Regions from separate parts of the Sus scrofa genome. Here region 1 is linked to region 2. A link is a contact called in public HiChIP or PLAC-seq data. All regions are on one chromosome and are shown on one strand. Each heading gives the region's core, a stretch centred on a gene start, on an enhancer-like site or on the middle of the called end of the contact. The rest is flanking DNA. Distances are from core to core; before and after follow the strand shown.

The links. HiChIP or PLAC-seq counts read pairs in DNA pulled down with a chosen protein or histone mark.
Region 1: a contact with region 2 is called in an H3K27ac HiChIP or PLAC-seq map of skeletal muscle, with 4 times the contacts expected there. The contact joins two enhancer-like sites. A contact is called at or near these places in 2 of 2 datasets of contacts at active chromatin or transcription factors (alveolar macrophages and skeletal muscle).

Annotation. Positions count from the first base shown.
Region 1 is chr6:69,386,227-69,391,169 of Sscrofa11.1, forward strand. It overlaps ENO1 (alpha-enolase), which reads right to left. Exons shown (of 12, transcript XM_021095279.1): 8 at 3,567-3,764; 9 at 2,809-3,010; 10 at 2,329-2,437; 11 at 2,035-2,093; 12 at 1-86. The coding sequence ends at 17. Among named protein-coding and RNA genes, the nearest start is that of ENO1, 13 kb to the right of the region's middle. Within about 2 kb of position 1,920, at least 9 of the 83 cell types and tissues checked have an H3K27ac peak or open chromatin away from gene starts, as enhancers often do. A contact at or near this core is called in skeletal muscle, where this site is marked.
Region 2 is chr6:68,997,543-69,002,226 of Sscrofa11.1, forward strand. The region is part of intron 12 of RERE (arginine-glutamic acid dipeptide repeats protein); the gene reads right to left. Among named protein-coding and RNA genes, the nearest start is that of SLC45A1, 66 kb to the left of the region's middle. Within about 2 kb of position 2,044, at least 31 of the 83 cell types and tissues checked have an H3K27ac peak or open chromatin away from gene starts, as enhancers often do. A contact at or near this core is called in skeletal muscle, where this site is marked.

The DNA of each region.
Region 1 (4,943 bases), core at 670-3,169, 390 kb after region 2:
GCCGGCCGCCCAGAGCTTACTTGGCGAGGGGGTTTCTGAAGTTCCTGCCGGCAAACTTGGCCTTGCTGCCCAGTTCCTCTTCGATTCTGCGGAAGCAGAAGGATTGCGATGGGGAGGAAATGAGAGGCAAACCTCAGCTAAGATTCCCCCCAGAGAAGGGGTCAGACACACCTCCTGCCTCAGGACAAGACTCAGGACTCGCCCAGCCTGTCCAGCTAATCCCCTAAACCAGCTCGGAGGCAGCAGGGGCGGGAAAGCACTCGGCTCTCGGGCTCCCCCGCTGCCCCCAGCGTTCCTGAAGGACAAGAGCGAAGAAATGGCAGGATCGCCAGTGCTTAGAATATTAAAAAATGTTGTTAAACGAGATGACAACTCAAAGTGGCGCGGGGATAAAAGGAGGGGGAGCCCAAGGGTATGTGCGTGTTTTGATCCTGATGTTAAAAAAAAGCCCCTTTGGGGCCCCAGGGAAGACTGACCCGATGAAGAGACTTGGTGCCCCTACTGCAGAATTACCACTAATTGGTGCAGTTGTGGCGCCAACATGGCAGAGTGGTTATGTTAAAAACCCAGAGTAGGAGTTCCCGTCATGGTGCAGTGGTTAATGAATCCGACTAGGAACCATGAGGTTGCGGGTTCGGTCCCTGCCCTTGCTCAGTGGGTTAACGATCCGGCGTTGCCGTGAGCTGTGGTGTAGGTTGCAGACACAGCTCGGACCCAGCGTTGCTGTGGCTCTGGCGCAGGCTGGTGGCTGCAGCTCTGATTGGACCCCTAGCCTGGGAACCTCCATATGCCGTGGGAGCGGCCCAAGAAATAGCAAAAAGACAAAAACAAAAACCAAAAAAAACCCCCAGAGTAACTGTTTCTCTTTTCTTTTTACGGTACACCTGTAGCACATGGAACTTCCCAGGCTAGGGGTCCAATCGGAGCTGCAGGAGTTCCCGTCGTGGCTCAGTGGTTAAAAATCAAACTAGGAACCATAGGTTGTGGGTTCGATCCCTGCCCTTGTTCAGTGGGTTAAGGATCCCGTGTTGCCGTGAGCTGTGGTGTAGGTTACAGATGCGGCTCGGATCCCGCGTTGCTGTGGCTCTGGAGTAGGCTGGCAGCTACAGCTCCGATTTGACCCCTAGCCTGGGAACCTCCATATGCCACGGGAGCAGCCCTAGAAAAGGCAAAAAGACAAAAAAAAAAAAAAAAAAAAAGAAAAAATTGGAGCTGCAGCTGCCGGCCTACACAATAGGCACAGCAACATTAAATCTGAGCCGCATCTGCAAACTACACCACAGCTTGCAGTTAACAGAGGATCCTTAACCCACTGAGTGAGGCCAGGGATCGAACCCACATCCTCACAGACACTACGCCGACATAGCATGACAGAGGATTCTTAACCATGAGCCACAACAGGAACTCCAAAAGAAGTATCTACAGGTGAAATCCTGAGATGCCTGGAACTTGCTCTGTAATTTTCAGGAAAGCAAAGGGGGTGAAAAGAGACGAAACCCAGAGGAACAGGGGCAGCTGGAGTGTCCGGGTGAGGGGAGGGATACATGCCACCATTCACTGCATTTCTTATAAGCTTGACATTTTCCAAGATAAAGTTTTAAAGATGGGGTGACACAGGAGGACTTGGGAAATGGACGTGCCTTTTCCCTGCAAGACTGGGAAAACTAAGGACAAAAGGGCAGGTCTCCCTGTTTTCACAGGAGCTTCCCCACAGAGAGGGGAGGACCTGAACAGTGGAACCGCGGTCTGCCCTTTGGCAGTCATTCCTCCTCTCTCTGACCTGAAGGACCCTTGTCCACAGAACGGGAGATGAATAAGACCTACGAAGGCTCCCTTCCCGCGCCCAAAGGTGGTCATTAAATTGTCTAAGGCGGGGGCTGTTCCCTCTCCAGCCACACGAGGGCGGCGTTGTGTGGAACAGGCCCGGCTCTGGGGCCATCCTGCCAGGCGGCCACCCACCCCAAAGGAACACAGCGGGGGCCAGCACCCAGCCCCAGCTCAGGGCCCCCCTTGGAGGCTGCACCCACTCTTTACCTGAGGATCTGGTTGTACTTGGCCAAGCGCTCGGATCGGCAAGGTGCGCCAGTCTTGATCTGGAAGGAAAGAAGGAAGATTGCTCGAAGTGGACACTGAATCTCGTGGGCATTTTAGGCAAGGAGAGGGTGCCACGGCAGAGACAAGTTTCTTAAGGAGGCCCTGAGCCTGGGAAGGAGGGGATAAAGGGGGCATCCAGGATCCCATCTCCCCTCCCCCACCACCACCCGGGTCTGTGCTCAGGCGCCGAGGTCAGAGAGAAGCAGCAGGCCTGCTTGCGTGTTGGGCGCTCACCTGCCCGGTGCAGAGCCCCACCACCAGGTCAGCGATGAAGGTGTCTTCGGTCTCCCCGGAGCGATGTGACACCATGACGCCCCAGCCGTTGGACTGCGCCAGCTTGCACCTAGAGGCCGGGGACAACCCACAGGCATGGCTGTGCCGCACGGCACGAGGCCCCTCCTGAGCCTGTGACGCATCACCCCTGGGAGGGACGGGGCAGCAGCCAAGCTCTCAACGGTGGCAAGAGGATGGCCCTGACCTCCGCTCAACCCCCGGGCACCTTCCCAGCCCTCGAGTCATGTGTGAAACACCGGACAGAGGTTCCCCATCCGGATGAGGCCACCACTGCCCGGTGCCCTGGTCCCTTGGGGCCACTGCTTACTTGAAAAGCCACATTGCGTTCTACCTCCAAGCCTGCTTAGAATTCTAACCAGGAGGGTCCCCCACTCGGGCCACGGGCCCTCCCTCCTGCAAGCTGCCCGTGAAGCTACTTACGCCTGCAGGGACTCGGTCACCGAGCCGATCTGGTTGACTTTGAGCAGGAGGCAGTTGCACGATTTCTCAGCCACGGCCTTGGAAATCCTCTTGGGGTTGGTCACCGTGAGGTCGTCGCCCACCACCTGGATTCCCGCGCTGCCAGTGAACTTTTGCCAGGCTTCCCAGTCATCCTGGTCGAAGGGGTCCTCGATGGACACCACTACGGACAGAAGGACGAACAGCGTGTCTCCTCAGTGCGGCCTCAGCCTCCTGGCCGCCTGCCCACCCAACTCCGGGCTCACCTGCTTCACCTTCCCACCTATGGGCCAGGCTCAGAACCCGCTGCCCTACCAACCCACCCCTGTGACGGCACAATCACCTGCCATCCTGCGACCCCACAATTGTCGCATGGGACACTTACTGCCCAGGGTGGTTGAGAGAGCTGTGCGCTCAGACAAAAGACGTCTGTCGGGGTCCTGGCTTCACGCCCAGGAAGTCACTCAGCTGAGCATTAAATGCAGGGACGTGGGGACACTTCCTGGCCTGAACACCTGGCCCACCATCTGCTGCGCACCCTCAGGCCAGTCCTAACCTACTCGTGCCTTGCTTGCCCCACCCTCCCGGTGTGCCAGGGCCTAGAGGTGCCCCGGCGGTCCTGGTTCTCAAGGCTCCTGTCCTCGCCCAGCAGGACCAGGACTGCCTCTGCTCAGGGGCCGGGGTGACAGTGACCGAGGGAGATGCCGCTCTGCGGCGGCCGGCACTCCCGGAGTACTCACCTGGATAGTCCCTGATGAAGGACTTGTACAGATCGGCCAGCTGGTCCGGTGAGATGTACCTGCTGGGGTCGTCGGGTGACTTGAAGTCCAGGTCGTACTTGCCCGACCTGTAGAACTCCGAGGCGGCCACGTCCATGCCGATGACGACCTTGTCGGTGTAGCCGGCCTTCCCGATGGCGTTCTTCAGCAGCTCCAGGGCTGGACAGAGACGCGGTGACGCGCTCAGAAACCAGGCAGGGAGAGAGAAAACTCCCCGCGAGCTCTGCCAGAAGACCCAGCGGTGTTCTGGCCTCCACTCCCAGATTCGCTGCCTTTCCCTGCTCGGGGGCAAGAGACCCCTGCTCGGGGCCTGGAGCACAGCCGGGTTGGCGAGGGACTCTAAGAGATCTGCTCCGCGACAGGTGCTCCCCAATTTAGCGCCAAAGAACAAGTGGTGTAGGCTGGCCACGCTCCAGTTGCAGTGAGCAGCTGGGATCCGCTGTCCCACAGAACTGGCTGCACACGGAGCCCAGGGAGGCCCGAGGAAGGGGAGCCCTGCCGGCCGGGCCCCACTGTCAGGCGCGGGATCGGCCTCACCGGCAGTGCCGCCCACCCACCGGAAAACTGACGAAGACACTGGCTCCTGCTCCACAAAGGTCCCCAAGCTCTGCTGACCTTGCAAAAGGGCCCTTTTTTCTATGCTAAAATGGCTGAACAGCAGCAATTTCCTATGGCTGACCCAGGGAGAGGCCAGGTGTGTTCTTTCACTAGCCGTCCTTGAAGGCGATAAATTTATACTTGGAACACTACCTTTTTTTTTTTTTTTTTTTTGCTTTTTACGGCCACATCCATAGCATATGGACGTTCCCAGGCTAGGAGCTGAACTGGAGCTACAGCTGCCTGCCTACACCACAGCCACACACAAGATCCGAGCCGCATGTGCGACCCACACCACAGCTACCAGCAAAGCCGGATCCTTAATCCACAGAATGGATGCTACTTGGATTTGTCTCCGTGGCACCACAATGGGAACTCCAGGAACACTACCTTTTCTTCTAAAGCAAAAACTCAAAACACGACGTCTTGTCCTAATGCCTTCTGTGTCCAATAGTCAACCCTCACCTAAGCACTCAAAGCAAAGCAACGCTTGTGCAGCACGACTGTGGCTGAGTGACCCGAGATGGTCATGGACCAGAGTCCCGAGCATGGCCGGCAGCTCTCGAACCCGGAGCACGGAGTGAGCTACAAACTCTGCCCCCACTGGGGGAGCAAGGTCGGCACGAGGAAGGAACCGCCTCTCCATCCCACTGTCAGCCTCGTTTACGTAAATCGGGGGCCACTCCAAAGTTGAATCAACAAGGACACGTCTGTTTTTGCTTTTTCGTCTGAGGAGAGCAC
Region 2 (4,684 bases), core at 794-3,293:
CAGGATCAAAGGAGTGTCACTGCAGCCTGCTGCTGTGGGGGCCTCCTCCCTCCACCTGGCAGAAACCCCAAAGAGACAGGTCTAGCGTGACTTTTAACTTAGTGACTTTTAACTTAACGAACACAATCTCAAGACAAGCTGAACAGTGGTTTCCTGAAACACCTTGAGTAGAAGAAATGGGGGAACCGACAGAGCTCGCCTCTCAAAGGCCAGCCTTAAAAGAAGAAGGCAGTCTCAGAAGAAAGAAGCAAACATGGAGAGAAAAGTTGTCCCCCCTGCCACTTCTTTCTGCCATAAAAGCCTGGCCTGGTGACTCTGCTAAGGTTGTGGCAACTTACACAACAAAATGCTTACTAACCTTGGCTTAGTTAACCTTCTCAGCCATAAAAAGGGGGGGGGGGGCTGGGGAGCGAAATTAAGCTTATGGGAAATAAACCTAATCAAAGCTTAAGAGTAACAGGAGTTCCCACTGTGGCGCAGCAGATCTGCATCCGACTAGGAACCATGAGGTTGTGGGTTTGATCCCTGGCCTCGCTCAGTGGATTAAGGATCCGGTGTTGCCATGAGCTGTGGTTTAGGTCACAGATGTGGCTTGGATCTGTCGTTGCTGTGGCTGTGGTGTAGGCCGGCAGCCTGGGACCCCTAGCCTGGGAACCTCCATATGCTATGGGTGTGGCCCTCAAAAGCAAAAAAAAAAAAAAAAAAGAGCGGAAGAGTAGCAAAGGGCACCAGAAACATTTCTACTGTATCACATCCCACAGGCTGGCCAGGAGCCCGGAATTTTCATTACAACTTTTCAAAGAGGGAGAGAAGGAGAAAACATATTTCACAAAAGCATTATCAAGGCCCCAGTCCAGCATATCATGCTGCAGAACCAAAATCTGTGAGAGGGCAGCCTTTCAGGGAGTCAAAAACCCAGCGTGTGGAAACCAGCAGGCCTTTTATCCAGTGGGAGGGGTTCTTAAAGCAACTACTGTTTTGCACTGAAGTCTCAGAGCTTCACAGATCATTAAAGGTCTTTGAACCACAGAGAAAGGAGGGCAGAGTTAAGGAAATAAATCAAAAGTCCCTCTGGGATGCGCTAGCGCCTCCTTCAACAGGCTTTCAGCACGAATGTCCTCCACTTTAAACAACGGGGAGGACTTTTCAAAATAAAAGCAGAAAAGACATTCATTTTGTTATCAGCAATGCACTTTCGGTTTAAAGGTTATGTGTGCTATAAAAAATGACTCCTGCGAGAGTGCTGGGGGGAAGGTGGGGCTGGGCTGGGGGCAGGGGGTGGCAGTGAAAGAAAACAAGAAGTGAACAAAAGTCAAACAGAGAAGTGCTTGGTCTGGGGGTGCCCCCAACAAGTTACACGGTCTGGTACTATTTTAGGGGTGGGATGCGAGGTAGAGGAAGGGGGCCCGAGAGGGATTTCTATCAGCCCCACTGCTGGCCATCTCTGCAAGGAACTGAGACAATTTCCCCCCAGTCAGGAGAGGCACTGCCGTTCTTGTTGTGCGGCATACACAGCAGAGGACCTGGAGAAATGGGTCGTGTTATCTTCCACTTCAAGCGGTGTATGTCTTAAGGAAACGTCAGCCATCTCCAAATCTGCAGAGGGAGTACAGCCTCTGAGAACAGGGAACAGTCTAGGGAACCTGTGTTTACCCAAGACAGTGGTGGTGAGGCCTTGCCCTTGGGTGAGGCAGCAGCGGTAGGACAGTGAACCGCTGGGCTTCCTACCCAGACTGGATTCCTTGAGCACAACAGGTGAGGCCAGAGGCAGAAAAGTGGAGCTGCCACCCTTGGGTCAGACGTGCTCGCCATGAAGCACACTGTTGGGGTCCCCTCTCTACCAACCGGAAGGAGTGGCTCTGCCCTGAAGCACACTCTTGGGGTCAGTCCCCCTCCCCCTCCTGGAAGGAGAGTGAGAGGCCTGGGGAGGGTCCGGGGCCATGACTAAAGCTCTTGGTTTCTGCTGTCCGATGCAGGACTGTGCTGTAGTGGGCGTGGACATCTTTGCTCAGGCCCATCTGGAGCTCACCTGGGGTGACAGTGCGGGGCAGAGGCGCGTGAGGACAGCCTGGAGCCAGAGCCCAGCAGGGGATGTGCTGGCTGCCCTGAGCTGTGAGAAGAGCCCGAGAGGGTGGGTCGTGGCAATAATTCTCTCTGTTGTCAAGGGACATGACTAGGGTGATGGCGGCTCAATAAAAGGAAGGCATTTCAAACAACAGAAGTGTCCAAAACCACGTGGTCCGATGTAATGGGTTCAGCGTCACCAAATTCTCAGGAACAGCAGAGCCACCATTCTGTAGGACAGCTGCAGAGGGACCTGGGTGTTTGGAAAATTCAGTAGACAAGGATACTTCAAGGACTTTTTCTGGCCAGGCACCGCAAACAAGTCCTAACATTTTAAAAACCTATACGTCAAGCAGCTTCAGCCCCGAGAGCACATCTTCCAGGGGGGGCCCAATTCCTTCAGCCTCAACCTCGGCTCCTCCGACTCCCAGGGCCACTTACTGTCCATACCACACAGTCTGGCGCCTCGGCTCACGCCAACCCCTACTCGGAGTGACCCCGAGGGAGCAGAACCCCATCCTGTACCCTCTCAGAACACTCAGCTCCAAGTGCGTGTTGATGAGCTGGCCTGAGAAATAAACCACCCACTGTGTTCATCCACACGGAAGTCACTGATTTGCAAAACTACTTCCAGCAATACAATGACCTGGGAAAATGTCTCAGAACAGAATACATGCAAAAGAAAGCAGTGTGCTTGAGTCCGCGTCAAATACACCGGACAGACGGGGACACACTCTCACCTTGAACTGGCACACTCCAGTACGAACACAGAGCGCCTGCCTTTACCCGCGGGGGTCACCCTGCCTAAACCTCCGGTGGCCAGAGGAGGAGACAGAAACCCGAGGACTCGTCCCCTGAGGCATCTGAGGGCTTTACATCGGGACAAGGGCTTCAAGCTTTGACAAGGAAATTCAGTCCAGAGGACAGAGTAAACGTAGATGTTTGTTTAAGAAGTTTTGTTTTGCTTTGTGTCCCACAGTCTTCAGAAAGCCTGCGGGGCTGCCCAGCTCCCTCGCTGCCTCCTTTACTCCGCCGCTGGCTGTGCACACAGATTCACCAGGCCATTTGCTTCAGAATTCAGTAATTCCACGAATGCCAGACTCTCCCTCCAACAGCAAAACCCTCCCTTGACCACCTGAGGCCACACACCTCTGACCCAATTCCACGAGCCTCATTAACGCATTTTTCCAAAGCAGAGCGTCTGTGGGAAAGACACCCAGCTCCGGCCTCGGGAGGCATGCCTCCAGCAGGCATCCCCAAACCTGGAGGCGTGGACCTACTACGCTGCTTCCAGCCCTCTGAGCTACTCAGAGACGTGGACGGAAGTCAACGCTTTTTGCCAAAGTCAGAAAAGTCCAACTCCTGCACATGGGAGCAGGAGACAACGGCTGCAGCTGAAAACACACAGAAAAACACCAGAGGAAAAAGTGTGTACTTAATATTGTTCAGAACATCCTCAGTGGGGCTTCCCTCACACGGCAAAGACACAGGATAAAAATTCCAGTCTGTTTTCAAGATAATAAAATAGCATATGACGGTGACTCACTAACTGACTAAAGGGGGGAAAAAAAATACCAAACCATAAACAGTCTCAGGAACCTTGCAAAACTGCAAAAATCTGGCAGCACCGAACATCCTCCACCTCCCTTGGCTCCCACCTCCGGGGGGGGGGGGGGCGGGAGGAGAGAGAGGGAGGGAGGGAGAGGGAGGGAGGGGCTCTCCAGCGATCCTTTTGAAGCCAAGCTGCAATTGGCTAATGGCTTACTCTACTGCTTAAGACAATATTTTATTCTTGACTCGCTCAATAAACCTGCTGAGAAAAATAAACAATGGGTTTCAATCTTATAAATAATCTAGAAAACAGAACCGCTGGGCAAACAGCAGAGTGGATTTACTGCCCATGACAAACAGAACAGGGAAGTCCAACGTGCAGAGGGGCCCCGAGTCACTACCCGGGGGCCATCAGAGTTAACGAGGATGCTGCCCACTTTACAGTCGAAGGCCTGGGGTGTCTGGGTGTTGGCTGGTCTTTTAAACAGCATCGAGGCAGATCACAAAAGCCAACACAAAGAGCAAGAGATGAGGAAAACTTTTCCTTAAAAAACACGGCGGAGTTGTACCTTTAAGGTGTAGACACACACGACGCGCTTCGATGCCATCATTCACGTGTGTGAACACACACGCACACTTCGTTTACACCAACACTAAGTAAGGGCCTTTGCAGGGTCCCCAGGGTGACGCAAAGAGGTATTAAAATGAGGTTTCTGCTCAGGAGGCCTTACCTTCGATCTGCAGACACAGAGATGCGTGTCTACGTGCGGAACAGAAACGCATGGGAGAAAAGGGGAAGCAGAGTCTTCAGTCCAAGACTGAAATAAAAGGAATACTCATTTTTAAAGCAGAACAAAACAGCTCTGCTGGGAGGAGTCGGGCTCTTTATGGGATGGCCACCATTCCAGAGAGAAAAAGGCGCGTGTGGCTTTTCCCAGATGTGTGCACCCCGAGAAGGGCCCCCCGATTGAGCCCTGGAGAGGCTCGGTGACGGCCCCTCGGCCCCTCGGGCTGCTGCCAGAGAAGAATGCAAGGCCCGTCGGCCTCTCCGCCAGCCTGTGAGCTCCGG